Regions from separate parts of the Canis lupus genome. Here region 2 is linked to region 1. A link is a contact called in public Hi-C data. All regions are on one chromosome and are shown on one strand. The core of a region is the stretch at or near the end of the contact, and the rest is flanking DNA. Distances in the headings are between cores, read along the strand shown.

Evidence for each region. A called contact is a pair of places that touch in the nucleus more often than the background predicts.
Region 2: a Hi-C map of skin fibroblasts shows a contact between it and region 1, with 2.0 times the contacts expected there. The contact joins the promoter of KYAT3 here to the promoter of GBP6 in region 1. A contact is called at or near these places in 4 of 9 Hi-C or Micro-C datasets (amygdala, blood and skin fibroblasts).

Annotation. Positions count from the first base shown.
Region 1 is chr6:59,667,873-59,670,668 of UU_Cfam_GSD_1.0, reverse strand. It overlaps GBP6 (guanylate-binding protein 6), which reads right to left and starts at 1,510. Exons shown (of 11, transcript XM_038541447.1): 1 at 1,339-1,510.
Region 2 is chr6:59,926,237-59,929,101 of UU_Cfam_GSD_1.0, reverse strand. KYAT3 (kynurenine--oxoglutarate transaminase 3) reads right to left here and starts at 1,443. Exons shown (of 14, transcript XM_038541452.1): 1 at 1,386-1,443.

The DNA of each region.
Region 1 (2,796 bases), core at 261-2,760:
AGCAATTTGGTCCATTGGGCTGTGGATTTCTTTTTTTTTCATCTTTAAGATTTTATTTATTTATTCATGAGAGACACACAGAAAGAGGCAGAGACAGAGGCAGAAGGAGAAGCAGGCTCCCTGCAGGGAGCTGGATGTGGGACTCAATCCCAGGACCCTGGGATCACAACCTGAGCCAAAGGCAGATGCTCAACCACCGAGCCACCCAGGTGCCCCTGGGCTATGCATTTCAACACTGCAAACTGTAGATTGCTAAAAAACAAGGTCTACAAGTAAATTTTTTGTCAGGTCAGAATGGTAAGCAAGTTCAAATACACTGCTCCTGTCCCACCACCTTTTGTCTGATTCTTCAATGTGGGGAGCAAAGAGCACCAGGGTAAAACAGAAGCCTCTGAGCACTGGGTGTTATACTATATGTTGGCAAATTGAACTTCAATAAAAACAAACAACAAAACAAAGCAAAAGAAGCCTCAAACAGCTACCTTATAGTGACTGGAACTGTAAATCCCTTCTTTGTAGGTAAGATTAAAGGAAGCTGAAGGAGACGTAACAGGAACAACTGAACAACTTTATGAAAACAGCTGGTGGTTTCTTAGCTGTGAATGAGCCACAGAGCTTTTAACTTCAAATTTACAAAGTGCAGCCATTCAATCCTATTCAGGACTGGTTTTCAAAATTTAAACTACATTAAGAATCACCCGGTGAAATTGTTAAACCCAGATTCTATACGTTTAACAAATGGTACAGGTGACTCTGATGTTTCTATGAAAAATAAACCAACAAACACCAGAGAGGGGCAGGGAAAAAGAAACAGACGGACTTGACAAAAATAGATATTTTTAACTAATAAAGATCAGCGGTGTGGGAACTAAATTTATTCCTGCATGGAGAGTTCTGTAACTCTCAATCTGAAGCTTTCTTAAGTATGACTAGTAGAAATACTAGAAAGAAACTATCTCTTTAGATTATCATTGCCTATCAGCTCCTTGAGGGGCACAGTCTCATCTGTGAATTCTAAGTGCCTGTCACAGAGCCTGCTAAGAGTCAATCAGGGAGGCTCCCATGAAATTCTTTGCACTCCAGTTGCTGCTGCCCTGAGCTGACATTGTTCCAGAAACAGCACACCCAGGGAGACCTGGTGTGCTTGGCTATCACTTTGCAGCAGCTCCCATTTCAAATGGAGAAGCTGAGCTTCCCCAAAACTAAAGCCAGCCACAGACTCTGGTGGGCCAGACAAAAGGCAACCTGCCCTTCCTGCCCATTCCTCACTGTCACTTGAAATCAGAAATCAAATCTTGAGCTCAAGACAGTGTTGCCAATAAAAGAAGATGTACTTGCCTTCTCTGCAGCACCAGGGGTCCAAGAACAGTTAGCTCTCCGCAGCTCACTGGTTGCTCACTTGTTCCTTCCACCTTCTATTCCTTCCTTTATAAAAGCTGGAAAAAACTGAGCAAGTTATAAATTTCTACCTTCTAATGTGTTAAAACTGAAATTGAAAGTAAAAGTAACTCCTGCACCCTGAATCACCAGACTAGAGCATGAATCTGGATATTCAGTACACAGTAAGAGGGCATTGAGAAACCCCACAGTTGCTCAACAGTCAGATCTTAGAAAATACATTTCATCAGCTTTCTTTTGTCTTCCCCATCTTGGAAGGCTCTGCTGGCTTCACTTCTTTATATGTCTCTCTCAGCTGGCTTAAGTTTCCTTAGAACACAAGAGACATAGAAAATGCATGGCACAAATGTAAGCAAGATTGTAGAAAGCAAGATTATTTCAATTATGTTTCTCTTAGAGGGACTTCCTGGGTTCTTTTGTCAGTGGAGAGCTTTTAACATTTTAAATATGTTCCCTATTATGTAGTGTCAATGCAAATTGAACAAACCTTTTAGAATTTCCTTGTTTTTCTTGACTGATATGTTTATTTTTGCTATTTTTATCATTTTAATTCCAGTGGAGTAAACATACAGTATGATATTAGTGTACAATATAGTGATTGAACAATTCCATATATTACTCAGTGCTCATCAAGACAAGGGTACTCTTAATCTTCTTCACCTATTTCACCCAATCCCTACTCCCCTCCCCTCTGCTATTAGTTGGTTCTCTATAGTTAAGAGTCTGATTTTTGGTTTGTCTCTTTTTTTTCCCTTTGCTCATTTGTTTTATTTCTTAAATTCCACTTACGAATGAAATCATATGTTATTTGTCATTCTCTGGCTTATTTTACTTAGCATTATACTCTCTAGATGCATACGTGTTGTTGCAAATGGCAAGATTTCACTCTTTTTATGGCTGAATAAGATTCCATTCTATGTATATACCACCTCTTCTTTATCCGTTCATCTGTTGATGGACACTTGGGTTGCTTCCATAATTTGACTATTGTAAATAACACGGCAATAAACATAGAGGTGCGTGTATCCTTTTGAATCAGTATTCTGGTATTCTTTGGTTAAACAGCCAATAGTGCGACTACTGGATCATATAGTAATTCTGTTTTTAACTTTTCAAGAAAGTGTCATTTATTATTTCTGCTATTTCATTTCTGATTTTATGTGAGTCCTCTCTTGTTTTTTGTGAGTTCAGCTAAAGGTTTATCATTTTTATTGATCTTTTCAAAGAACCAGCTCCTAGTTTCATTGATCTGTTCTATTGTTTTTTTTTAGTTTCTATTTCATTTATTTCTGCTCTAATCTTTATTATTTATTATATATTATTTCCTTTCTTCTACTGGTTTTTGTTGTTCATTTTTTAGTTCCTTTAGGTGTAAAGTTAGGTTGTTCATTTAAGTGT
Region 2 (2,865 bases), core at 194-2,693, 260 kb before region 1:
CCACTTTGCACAGGCACTTTGCACAGGAGAGGTAGGAAGAGATTTAGGTAATCTGATTTTTTTTTTTCTTTATAAAAATCTTTAACATTTAAAAGAAAGAATCACATGTTCATCCTGACAGCTTTACCAGAATTGGCCACCCAATAAGTCACACACACGTAGGCACTTAGAAGGTTACTGCACGCCCCTTTCACTGATGGGGTCACGGCGAGGTGGCCACTCTCCCCGCAGTAGGCCCGGAGTGGGTCCTCCACAAGGAGGCCGGTCTCGAACCAGGCTGTGGGGAGGTCCAAGGGACCCTCACCTCCAAATTGTGAAACTAGTGACCTGGCACCATTCCTGTGGCTATTTTCACTCCAGAGCATACTGTTCACTTAAGCAGACTCGAGTGGGTCGGGAGCTCAAGGAAGGTTAAGGTGAGTGACTGCAAAAAAAAAAAAAAAAAAAAAAAAAAAAAAAGGCTGACGCTAATTAACGCACAGCCCACGCTGTTAACAGTCTGAGCAAAGATCACTTCTCCTTTAGGCTCTCCCTGCCCGTCCGCTTCTAGAGTGTTTATAAGGTTCACCGGTGCAACAGATGGCATCTAGAAGGTGAACAGGCGCTGGCTGGGGGAAACACAGCGGGAACGATAAGCCTCAAAGTCATGTCATTGGGGCAAGAGTGGAAAGAATCAGCCGTCTTTGGCCGGAGCCAGGCTGACGGAGCCAGGCCCGCGACCTGCTGGAAGGCCGCTCGGTGAACGCGGGCTCGTGGACAGCTGCGAGCCCAGGGGGAGACGCGGCTGCGGCTTGCGGGGAAGGGACGAGCTTCCTGCACAGCTCCAGGTGACACCTGCACCGCGGGCGCCGGCTGTGGAAGCGAGCGAGCCGCCCACGTCGTCGCGGGGGGCGGGGGGGGCAGGCCTCGGGGTCGCCCTCGCGGCGGGCGGCGGGCGGAGGGCGGCGGCGGGGGCGGCTCTGCTCGCTGCACGCGCACCCCTCAGGTCTCCACGTTCACTTACGCGGCCCAACAGCCTCCGTTTCCTTTATTAGGAATCCCGGTTAGGGATGAAGCGGAGTCGGGGTTTCCAAAATGCCAGGCTTGTAAAATGGGGGCGCAAAGCTCTCTCTCTTTTTTTTTTTTTTGATGACCGGGTGCAGGCCCGCGCCCTGGGAGGCCCACCTCCTGTCCTGAGGACGGTGAACTCCAGCGCCGACGCCCTGCAGCGCCCCCGCGGCCCTCCGAGGCCCGACCCGGGTCATGCCGCCGGCTCCCGAGCGCGAGTCCGGCTCCTCAAGGGGATCCCGCCAGGCGCGCCCCTCCGGCCGCCTCCCGCCTGCCCGGCCTGATCCGCCAGGCTCCGCGGGCCCCGGCCCCGAGCGCCCACCCGGCGCCCCACTCACCTCCTGCGCACCCGCCTCGCCTCCCCGCTGCCCGCCCTTCTGCGCCGCGGGGCCGGGGGCGGGGCCGGGGGCGGGGCTCGGCCGCGGGGGCGGAGCCTGGGCGGACGCGGAGCGCGGATTGGCTGAGGCGCCGGCCGCGGGGGCGGGGCGGGTGGCCCGGGTGCGCGGTGGGCGGTGGGCGGTGGGCGGGAGGCGGGGCAAGGCGCTGCCGCGGGGGACGGGGTCACGCTCAGCGCCCTGCAGGGGGCGCTCCCGGGCCGCGCGCCGTAGGTGGGGTAGCGGCAGGTCTGGGCAAGGGGGTGGGGCGTGAAGACTAGCCCCGGGGCACTGAGCAGATGTGGGTCCCGGTTTGGGTTGGGGGAGGTTATAGGACAAAGCAAAGTGGGGCACTGCGCTTAGGGCAGGGAAGGGTTGTAGATAGAATGATGTTGGAGGGTGCCTGAGACAGGGCGAGCCTAAAGAGAACGTGGACAGGGGGTTGTACCGTCTACATGGCCTGTGATGGGGGAGGGAAAAAGCAGGAATTTACATTTCTGAAGAGAAAAAAAATCAGTTTGATTAGAGAACTGAGAAGAAAGGTTAGGGGTGTGACACTGAAGGAGGAAAATGTGGGACCCAGGAAATCTAACAAAAATCCCCTACCCCTGGACAAGCAGAGCAGGACTAACTCCATTCTGTGCTACACCCGCCATCTCATGTAAAACCCCCCACGGGATCGAATCCCACATCGGGCTCCCAGTGCATGGAGCCTGCTTCTCCCTCTGCCTATGTCTCTGCCTCTCTCTCTCTATCTCTGTGACTATCATAAAAAAAAAAAAAAAAAAAAAAACCCACACGACCTGCCTATTGTTTAAGGCACTCCGTCCCCCTAGTTTAGCTGTTAAGCACACCCTTATCAGAAACTAGCACACACAGGAATCCTCTAACCTTTAACCAGACAAGGAATGAAAACCCCTCTTTTGCCCACCAAACCTGCGAGCCAATTCTAACCAGAATAATAGGCTAGTTCAAAGGGTCACTATAGGGTGAATCGTCATTCAATTGGCCACCTGCATGTGGACCAACATGACTGTGCAACTTTCTGCGTAGGTTACAATCTCATTGGCCACTGGGCCCTATAACACTGCTGTGCTTCTTAGTCTTGGGGTCCAAGCCCCTGCTCTGCTGTATGGAGTATACTTGGACCCAAGCTCAAGCTTGTAAGTAAACCCTCATGTACTTGCATCGGTGTCAGCTCCTTGGTGGTTTCTCAGATTTGCAATCTTGGGCACAACAGAAAACACATGACATATTAAAGGTGGAGAAAAAAATCGCCAAAGAGAAAAGGACACCACCTGTCCTTTGGGGGAGGCGGTGCTAACCAAAGCAGTTTGTGTGAAGAATCAGCTTTCCCAATTAGATTTTCTTCCTGTCCTATTTTGAGAAGGCTAGAGGATAGATGAAGTGAGAGTGGCAGGAGCATTGTTATTCAGGCATAGAG